2 separate regions of the Mus musculus genome follow, and region 1 is linked to region 2. The links are chromatin contacts, called in public HiChIP or PLAC-seq maps. All regions are on one chromosome and are shown on one strand. Each heading gives the region's core, a stretch centred on a gene start, on an enhancer-like site or on the middle of the called end of the contact. The rest is flanking DNA. Distances are from core to core; before and after follow the strand shown.

The links. HiChIP or PLAC-seq counts read pairs in DNA pulled down with a chosen protein or histone mark.
Region 1: a contact with region 2 is called in an H3K27ac HiChIP or PLAC-seq map of heart atrium, with 6 read pairs. The contact joins the promoter of Sspn here to the enhancer-like site in region 2. A contact is called at or near these places in 8 of 39 promoter capture datasets (3T3-L1-derived adipocytes, cancer-associated fibroblasts, cranial neural crest and 5 more), 1 of 15 datasets of contacts at CTCF or cohesin (the NIH/3T3 cell line), 12 of 484 Hi-C or Micro-C datasets (beige adipocytes, brain, cortical glia and 8 more), 5 of 115 datasets of contacts at active chromatin or transcription factors (T-cell acute lymphoblastic leukemia, embryonic stem cells, heart atrium and 1 more) and 2 of 9 other capture datasets (adipose tissue and pancreatic islet).

Annotation. Positions count from the first base shown.
Region 1 is chr6:145,932,014-145,937,273 of GRCm38.p6, reverse strand. Sspn (sarcospan) reads right to left here and starts at 3,152. Exons shown (of 3, transcript NM_010656.3): 1 at 2,903-3,152. The coding sequence starts at 3,100.
Region 2 is chr6:145,883,836-145,889,288 of GRCm38.p6, reverse strand. No RefSeq gene overlaps it. Among named protein-coding and RNA genes, the nearest start is that of Bhlhe41, 21 kb to the right of the region's middle. Within about 2 kb of position 2,843, at least 18 of the 459 cell types and tissues checked have an H3K27ac peak or open chromatin away from gene starts, as enhancers often do. A contact at or near this core is called in heart atrium, where this site is marked.

The DNA.
Region 1 (5,260 bases), core at 1,903-4,402, 48 kb before region 2:
AAATATCAGTACCCACACCTGAAGATATTAGGAAAGGAGAGTCTGAGAACTGAAGCTTATTCTCAAGAGACGTGAAGACTGCCCCGGAGCCTGGATGCCCCCACAACAACACCATTCCCCAATTCGGGAAGTGGGCGTGGCTCTGCTCAGCAGTGGGTTTGGTAGTGTGCCTTCACCTTTAGCACAGGGCAACTTTTCAGGGTCCCCTAGTATATACCAGACTAGAATCACTCCTCCAAGACGGAAAATGACCCCTGGGAGATTCTCCCCTCCACATTCATTATCATCAATCTCCAGAGAGATTCAGGATGCACTAGGCTAATGTCACAGTGCTGAAATTGCTAAACGGTGCCTTGGCTGGGAACAGAGAAAGGTGAGATGGCCAAAGCAATACCTCCTTTGGGGCTCAAAGTGATCTGTGAAACAGAGAGATTCAAAAGGGACTATTCTGCCACCCTGGAGATGATCCAAGGTTGCTCGAACCTTGAGGAAGACCACCACCGGCGACTGTTCCCCTAACAGCTAAAGCAGGGAGATAGATCATCACCTGCTAACTATGGGCTGGCACTGTGCCTAGGGCTTTGCACACAGTAACTTGCTGACTCCTCAGGCTGAACCTGAGGGCTGGAATGGAAAGCAGGGCTGGGGAGATGGCTCAGGTAAAGCACCCCATGCAGAGATATGTAGACTTGAGCTCCTATCTCCAGTAGCCAGAGAAAAAGATCAGTACGACTACAAGTGTCTATGACTTCAGCATTCCATGAGCAGAGACAGGGACATCCTGGGGGCTCCATGGCCAGCCGGTCTAGTCCACTTGGTGAGACTAGACCATTTGAGTTCAGTGAGAGACTGTCTTATAAATAAATAAATAAATAAATAAATAAATAAATAAATGGAGAAGTGACTAAGAAATGGATCACAATGTTGCCCTCTGACCTTCACAGGTCAATGCCTTCCTTCTCAGCACATGTATACACTCATGAACACAGACACACACACTGAGTGCCCCCCCAGTTGAAACCTAGAGACATTAAATAACTTGCCCACAGTTATTCAGCAAATAACATCTAAGCCAGGACTGAGCACCAGGTGCGGTGTTTACACACCTGCCTTCACCATCTGTCTCTCCCTCCCTGACAGCCTAGAAGGGTGTCTGGAGACCAACCACACTGTGGTCAGACAAGGACAGGGTCCCTGTGTCTGAGAGACAGTGACACCCTGCCCACAGCCCTCATCCTGCTGACAAGAGGCATGGCCCCACATGGCTTCTAGGAGACTCCCTGGGTGGGTTGGGACAGCCTCTGCCGGGTCTCTCTCAAAAGCCAAGTGGGGCCACAGGCTAGGGGTGCACTTCAACTTAACCCTAGCATAAAGAAGGAACAAGAGAAAGAGCTCTTCGTGCCACGCCCAGAAAGCCATCAGGAATTTCGCCAGAGCTTTTGACTCTTGAAGCTTTGGGATTTTTGTGCCATGCCGTAAACATTAGAACACAGTTTGTCCCCCTATCTAACTCATTTCTTTGGAACTGGCCTTTCTGAAGTGAAATAAAAGCTGGTTTTCAAAACCAGCCCTCATTCCTTGTTCCTTCCTTTTGCCTGGCCTTCAAGGACAGATATTTTCCCCGGAGTATGTTGACAGCCATCGAGGCGACCAAAATATCCAGTATGTCTAAATGAGAGGTTATTTTTAAAATCATTTGACTTAGAAAACTCCAATCACGATAATTTCAAGGGAATTCTCAGTACACAAATTAAACATTTTAAATTACTCTGCAAAGATTTGTGAGTTTGAATAATCTTAATTTAAAAATATCTGCACCTATGAATATGCATCAGGTGTCTTCAGGTTCTGTCCCATACAAAATTATGTTGGGTTGTGTGTGTGTGTGTGTGTGTGTGTGTGTGTGTGGTCAGCAACAGTAAGGATAGAGGGGAGCTGGAAGGCCAAGGGGCCATGTTCATTTCTCCTGACTCTGCCACGTTTACCTTCTGGGCTTGAGGACGTCAGGTATCTTAATGGGCTTCCCCGTGTCCAGAGTGGAATAACAATCCCCACCGTTGCATGGGTCAAACGAGACAGCCTGAGAATTTAGCATTGGCTTTAGATAATAAGGTAAGTATTAGCATAGCCAGAATTCGGCTACAGAGAAGCCAGTCCTGCCTTTGCTTTCCCAGCTCATGACCTTGGGCGGGGCCAGCCTGGTTTCTCTAACTTGAGGACTGTCCCATAAGATGTGAAGTTACAAACACAGGGGAGATCTCTGGCAGAGCCGGCATACAGTAGGTATTCCGTACGCCGTATCTATTTTACTTTCAAGAACTCACACACCAACAGAGTACTGTGCATCTGGCATTAGTACAACCCCAAATGAACTCCACTGGAGCCAGCAAAGCTTCAGCCCACCTTACACTGTGTGGATTAAGCCTGTGCTTGCAGTCGTCTCCAGCCCTGCCTTAGGAAAGTGATTCATGACTCTTACAAGGGAACTGTAGTTTAACAAAGCCAGTGTGGCAACTCCAACTTAAGGTTTTCCTACCCTGCTTTTCCCAGGATGAACTTCATTCAGTGCTACTTATGCAGACGCACGTGGGGCCTGGGGAATGAGACAAGGACCAAGCCACACAGGGTGGGCCTGCAGTTATCTTTGAGGCTATGCGAGATGTCCACGGGGCCTCCCCTGTAGACTGAGTCAGAGCCCTGGGAGGAGCAAGAAGCCTCAGGCAGGCGAAAGCCAGAATCCTGCTCCCAGCCTTCCTCTGGGGAGCCCAAGTGTGCCCAAAGTCAATCTCCAAGCAGTTAGGGGTGCAGCCAGGGTGGGGGCGCATGCAGCTGGGTTAGTCTCCACTCCACCATGCGGCTCGCATGCCCGCTGGTGCTTAGGCCGAACAGACTTGATGCTTACAATGATCCCAGCCCAGAACGGAGTATCTCTGACTAGCAGGGAGGGGCTGATGCTCGCCATGAGGAAGCCCAGCACGGTCACCGCGATGCCCAACGCCAGCTGCAGCAGTGCCAGCAGCAGCGGGAAGCGGCAGCCACAGCAGGTCCGCGCCTCCTCCTCAGGCAGCTCCTGAGCCCTGGGGCTCGGCTTGCGCCCCATGTTCCCTCGGTGGTGCCTGCGCCTGGGCCTTGCTGCTGGGCCTGCCCAGTCTGCTGAGACTGGGCTGAGCAAAAGTGGAAAACACTGGCAGGAGGGGGACCCGAGGGGGGTCGCCAACTGCCAACGCACAGGGACCTGGCGCCCAGGGCCTGTGTGATGGGAATGCCAGCCTGCTTTACTTTTTTGTTTCCAGGAAGTACAAGACAAGGTGATGAATGCTTAAACCGCTTGTGTTTAATTAATAGATCACTGAATCCAAAATGGGCTCGGCTGCACTAAATAAAAGCTGTGGAGTCATTGACAAAAGTTAAATTGAGCTTTTTTTTTTTTTTTTTTTTTTAATGTAATCCAACCGACAAGGAAGAAAGGGAGGGAGAAAGAGAGGGAGCACTGGAGGAAAGGAGGGAGGGTGAGAGAAAGGAGCAAGGAGGGAGGGAGGGGGGAGGGAGGAAGGAAGAAGGAAGGAAGGAAAGAGAAAAACAAACAAAAAACCAGAAAAGAAAAATAAAAAACTTCTTTTCTTATTGAGGTACTCGCATTCAAAATAATTGTTCCTGGCCAGTGAGGTGACTGAGCTGGGAAAACCTGCTGACCTCATTTTGATTTCCAGGATCCACAGTGGAAGCTATCTATGACTCCTCAGAGATGAACCCTTGACCTCCACACGTGTGACTCTCAGACCATACACATGGCTGCACACAATAATAATTAATTAAAACTCAACAATGAAATAACTGTTTGTAGAGAGGCTGGGCTAATCATGACACCTCGCATGCTTGTTTGTCTTTAAAAGCCCTTTGTTCTCATTTATATCTTGCGACTGTCCCATGCAGCCCAGGCTGGGTTCAGACTTGCCGTGTATCCACAGAAGACCTTGACTTTTTAATCCTCCTGTCTCCACCTCCCAAGTGCTGGGATCACAAGTGTGCACCACCCTGTGTTTAAATAATAGTGTCTATGAGGCTCCCAGTGAGTCTTCACACTTGCTAAATGTCCAGGGGGTGTTGGCATGCTGGATAGAGATGGACAGTTGCACCCAGGCAACCTTTAAGGGCTACTTTTAGCACTTGCAATGTGCTAGGACAGGCAGCTATAGATCTGGTGCTCTCCAGGAGGCTCAGAAGAGATGGGTAAACCTGGTTATTTCCCGAAAGATGGTGAACTATGCCTGGGCAGGGCGAAGCCAGAGGAAACTCTGGTGGAGGTCCGTAGCGGTCCTGACGTGCAAATCGGTCGTCCGACCTGGGTATAGGGGCGAAAGACTAATCGAACCATCTAGTAGCTGGTTCCCTCCGAAGTTTCCCTCAGGATAGCTGGCGCTCTCGCTCTTTTCCCGACGTACGCAGTTTTATCCGGTAAAGCGAATGATTAGAGGTCTTGGGGCCGAAACGATCTCAACCTATTCTCAAACTTTAAATGGGTAAGGTTTTGTATACCTTCGTGCAGTACCATTTAGGACAAAGTACAGTGTGCAGCTACTAAGAAATAGTCCCAGTGGGGAGTGGTGGCTCACGCCTTTAATCCCAGCACTCGAGAGGCAGAGGCAGGCGGATTTCTGAGTTTGAGGCCAGTCTGGTTTACAAAGTGAGTTCCAGGATAGCCAGGGCTACACAGAGAAACCCTGTCTTGAAAAACCAAAAAAAAAAAAAAAAAAGTCCCAGTTCCATGGGGAGTTTAGACTTTCTTCTATGGTTATTTTAACATTTGGAAACTTTATTCAAAAGGAAATTATGTAGCCAAGATGTTAAGGGAGATAATAAAGGATGCCCAATCTTAGGTTGGGATCTCTGAATCTAACTTCCTGCTGTTCCCTCAGAATCTAAGCTAATTATTGTCTGCTGTGTACCTACAGAGGCACTTAAGGAGACTCAGCATTTGCCTTACATTTTTTTCTGTACACCAGTGAGAAAATTGCAGCGCACAGATTAAAGTCACTAAGTCAGAGGCAGAACAGAAAGCACACGTTCCGTTTCCACTCAGGATGGTGTGCTACACTCACGCGGGTTTCAGTGCAGCCCAGGAAGTCCACCATCCCTCGGTGGTGCAGTCCTAGGACTATGAGGAATTCCTGAAGGAACTGACAAAAGCTGGTATTCAAACAGAACATGACATGGACAGCCCGGCAGACATGAATCTAACAGAAATCAGTGAGCCAGCAGA
Region 2 (5,453 bases), core at 1,594-4,093:
CTCGATGGATCCTCACAACCCTGTGAGGGAAAAGCTACAGCTGCTTCCACACATCCCGAAGCTGCGTGATATGCCTGAGTTCAGGAGACTAGAGATGGGGCAGAGGGGTGGAGCTATGTGGGGTAGGAATTACCTTAGGATGGTCAGAGGAGATTCTCTGTGGAGGAGATACTTCGCTGGACCCTGAATGATAAAAAGGAGCCAGCCCTAAAATGTTGTGGGGGCACTTCTGGCAGAGGGAGCAAATGTTGGGGCCCTGAAGTTCCTGTGGGACAGATCTGTTAAGAACGAGTGATCAGTGTGGCTGGCACAGGATGCTCCAGAGAGACAGTGTGAGCAAGAGAGAGGTCAGGAGGCCTCAGCTGGATGGTTTGGAGGTGGGCAGAGGTTCCTAGGGATGTAAGACACAGTGTGGTGAGCCAGGGGACACACTTGCAGAAGCACACCGGCTCCTGGGCACAGGATAGGCTGTAGACACCTGCCTCCCAAGGGGACAGCACGTGGGTGGCTTCAGCAGGGACATGGGTGGGATTCCCTCTGTGATGGTAGCAGGGGTTAGGGGTTGGTTCCAGATAGGTTTGGGAGGAAAGGCCAGCGTGTGAGCTCTCTCGGAGCAGTAAGGAAAACAGGGGGAATCACTGATGGCTACTCTGTCTTTACCCTGACAGCTCTGAGCCAAATGATGAATTGCCAGCTACTTTGCAAGCCAGCTGTCAAGCACAGCCATTGCTAAAATCTAAACTGCATAATTTGCAATTAACTAAATTGTATTAAAGCAGAGGTGATAAATAGCCCGCACTTACCGTGTCCTAGCTGCTCTACTTTCTTTAGGTTTTTACTGTTCTCACAAGTGATGTACGGCCATAGACCCATTTAAGGGAAACAGTAGATAATTCTGAGCTCCTGCACTTTCGCTGAAGTCAGACCTGGAGCCTTTGGTCAGCCACAGTGGAAGTGTTTACACCATGGGAATGAGCAAACGCTACAAACCACGGAGCTCAGGGTTTTTTTTTTTTAAGATTTATTTTTACTTTTAAAGTTATGTCTATATGTGTGTAGGGGTGGTGGGTTTATGAACATAAGTGTGGGTGCCCTCAGAGAACAAAAGAGAGTGTCAAACCCGCTGGAGCTGGAATCCACAGCAGCTCGTTGTGAGCCACCTGAGGTGAATGCTAGGTCCCAAGCATTCATCCTTTGAAAGAACAGCAAATGCTCTTACCCACTGAGCCATCTCTCCTCTCCAGCCCCACCAAATTATCACTCCTTTGATTGTCTAGAGTTAAGAAACGCACAAGGGGAATCTGAAGGATGCCAGTCACACTTGAAAGCACTCTCAAGTCTGCGGTCACCGACCTACGAATAGCATAGAAAACTTTCCAGTTTTCAAAGGCCTAACGGGGCAGAGTCCCTCTTCTTACCCCCTGTCTACTGTAGCCTAAAGTACCAGCACTCCCCAAAGGCAACAGCTAAACGCTATCTCAGGTGAGACAAAAAATCAGTTTTGTTTTCATTTACAAGAAGATTTTTGTCACTGTTGTGTTCTTACCCAAGGCTAGCCCATCTTTGTACATACTGGGTAAATGCTCCTCCACAGAGCTCCAACCCCAATGGCTGGTTTGCTTGCAATTTGCTGCTGCACGCGTGGGTCACGTAAGGCATATTAGACCAGATATAGACAAAAGATGTGTTCTTCATATCTGCAGCAAGTGGGCCAGTGAATCTCATGGCCCTGATGTGAGAAATGCATAACAAATGTCCCCTTGGAACATGGGACCCACAAGGCATGTTCAAGGCTGGATGTTGTCACGAGCTAAGTTGAATGCCCTATGGGAAAGAAAAGGCAGCCCTGTGGGACACTCTTGCCTTGTGTGCTGTAGCTTAAGGACTCTGAGCGGTTTCTGACAGCCACATAGTATTTGATAGATGTGTGTTAGATGGTGTGGAGGCTGTGTGTGTGTGTGTGTGTGTGTGTGTTACTCTTACAGTGGGAATCTTCTATGAAGGTGTCTCTGAACAGAAGCAGAGAAATGAACTCCAAGACTTCAGGGAGCAAGGAAACCATTATAGAAAGGCAGACATGACGGAGGGAATAAGATTCTTACGGGAGAGCAGGGAAGCACAGGGCACCGACAGACGCTCGGTATCTTGGGATGGCCCCTCCCTGCTTCTCTCCTACAGATTTAGCTCTGGGTCATAGAGGGGTGGCACTGTTTGGGGAGGTTAGGAGATTCAGCCTTTTTGGAGGAAGGGCATCACTGGGGGACAGGCTTTGGGGTTTTATAGCCGGGACCCTCTCCTCTCTCTGCCTCCAATGGCTTCCTGTATGCAGATGGAAATGTGACCAGCCAGCTTCCAGCTCTTGCCACCTGCTGCCATACCCCTCAGGCCACTGTGGACGCTCGTCTGGGACCATATGCCCTTTCTCCTATAAGTCACTTGACCTTGGGGCTTTATGCCAGCATCAAAAAGTAAGTTGATATGGTGGTTTCGCTTTGGTATTTTCATGGAAGCCCATTTCAAGCTGCCATCCAACATGACTCCAAGGGGGAGGGGGGACTTGCTCAAAGGAGAGGGTGCTTAGAATGGCCACGGAGATTTTAAATAATACGTGTGTATACATATATATGTAAATATATAAATATATATGCTTCTTTCCAAGTCGTGCCTGAGACTCGACAGTTGTCAGTCTGATACCCAGAATGCAGTGCTGAAGAACTGTGCTCCTTGAAGGCATCCTGGAAATGATTGTGACACCTAGCCTTCTCTCCAGACCTGTTCACACTGGCCGGTGAATAGTTTTCAAGGGAGCCGAGCCAAACAAGTGACATCAGACTTGAGAGTCCCAGGAGTGATTCCAGCCCGGCCTGCCTCTGACTTTCCCAGACTAGAATGCACTGATAATTATGTTGATGGCCCTCCCTTCCTCGGTTCGCAGGAAAAGTCTAGAAAAATCAAGAGCTGTATTATGCCTCCTTCTGAAAGTCACTCAAAATCTTCATTCTCGGCTCTGCACAGTCTTTTGTGTGTGTGTGTGTGTGTGTGTGTGTGTGCCTAAGTCTCTAATGAGTCCCCATTTTATTTTTGTTTTTTTCCCTTTAAGTTTTTTTGCATTACGATGAAAAGAGATACATAATTTCAATTTACCTGAATTTGTTAACATATAAAAACATATTTTGAGTAAATAGACTTACATCACATGCTTCTTTCCCTTTTGTACCCCAACTCCTTCCGGAGAGGCCCCCCTTCAAAACCTGCAATACCTTTCATTTTTTATTATATTCTTTAAAATTTAAATATTGTAACAATTAAAAATGAGTATTATAAAAGTTGTTTGATATAAAACAACAATCAGTTAAACAGTCTTGTGTAGATGTTTGTTAACAGCAATACTGAAAATACATACATTTTTCTCAATATAAATTTTAAATAACTCCAAATATATTAACTGTATGATATTTTAAAATAATATATCACTATTAGTTTTTTTAATGAACATAAATAGATAAAGTCTCTTTGTTGGTTTGTTTTGTTTTTAGTAGAGTTTAAAATCTTGGCTCTTACTGCCGCACAGTCCTCTTTAACATCTTTTAGCAAGGAGATAGTTTATAATGATATAGATGGCTTCCCAAACTATAAACAATGCAAAGATTTGTACAAAAGTTAAAAAGTGTATCTTTTAATTGGGCTTCTTAATAGGCACTTGTGAACAGCTCTTTGGGAAAGATGTTTAAACTATAGTTCATGATAATTAAACAACATTGTCACTCCTAAGGAAATAAAATAATGAGCTTAGGTGGAAAAAATAAACCAGTTTTGTAGCATCTGCATATAAAGCGATAACTGGTTAAATATAAAACCATGAGGTGCTGGACTGGGTCGGGTGTATGGTCCTAAAGCCTTTATTGTAATGTGCCACTCAGAACTGAAACCCAGTGAAGGAGCGCTGTCCCAGGCAGGCTATGTGTATGGAATACGTGCATGTTGGGCAAGCAAAGAGAAGCACTCCTGGGCTGTTCTGAAGTCACCCCACTCTCTCCAAGTGCTTCCTCCTTATGGCTGATAGGAACTTGACCTTGAGCCCTCTGACACAATCAAGAGAGAGCTACAAATCACAGTAGATGTCCAAGGTTAGGACAGCATTCAGGTGGCAGAACTCAACTTCAAGTTTGAGACAGGACACTCTAACATAGTGCAAGGCTCATGTGTTCTTTCACTACTTCTGAAGGAGTGAGGGGTGACAGACCTTGAGAACATACACAACACGCAACACAATACACAGAAGGGTTTGGGTTCTGGAACTTTTCCTTGAATCTCCAGGCCTAATATGGATGAATTGAGTGTGTGTGCCTATGTGTATATGTGTGTGTGTATGTGTGTGTACATATGTGCATGTGTGACCACATGTATATGCATCTATGTGTCTATGTGTGCCCACTTGGGCCCAATATTATTCTATTACATCGAGGCACAGTGACCACGTAACTGGATATCCCACAATCTGGCTAGCAAAACTTAGACATATGCTCCACATCGAATACTATTTCCAAAATGTTAAGTTTTGGGACTTGTTACTTTAATACTAACTTTAACAAACAACATATATTGAGTGCAAATTATATGACAGACACCAGCATGCAGTGGCTTCTTCTAGTGTCACGAGACACTTAAAAGTTCAGTGTCGAATGGGGAGAGAGAGAAGTAAGGGCTTGTCTGGCTGTGTCAGGTCATATGGAAACACAGTAGCACATATGTCCTGTTTGAAGGAGCATCTCCATTCCTCTTCTGGAGTATCTTCCTGCCTTTGTCTCTTCACAGCCTCTATGCTACATATTGTTTTTTTATTTTTGTTACAAGATTTCTTGACTGAACCAGTGCTCAAGCATTACTGCTTCCAGAAACCTTCAGAATTAAGACACCCCCCTCCACCCCAACAGCCACTTGTTACTTTGTTTTGTTTGTTTTTGTTGACATGGGTCTCCTGTAGCTAAGACTGGCCCTGAACACCTGATCCCTTTGCCTGTATCTCCCAAGTACTGGGATAACAAGAGTGTACCCCCACAACATGTACTGTAAATTTACTTCAAGTTTTAGGAGCACCCTAAGAAAGACAGTTAAACCCTTCCAGCCTGAGATCCTTGCTCTGTGCTCTTGGTTGCATGGTAAAGCCTGGAAGTTTTAGTCTTACACTTGGAAGTTTTATTCTTACAAACCATTTAGATTTATAAGGTTGTAACTAAAACTATGCCTTTGAATACAAATTTTTGGTCAAATCCTAAAAGGTTTACACTTACTGAGAAGTCGATTTAACATTCATCACACCTTTCTGTGGCTGGTAACTTCCCTGACCATGTGGTGGAAACGGAACCTTCATACACTTCTGGCAAGAATGCAGTGGGGGCTGAAGCCCTTTCGCAAAGCTGTCTGTCCCTCAGTTACTATGTAACTAGCATCTG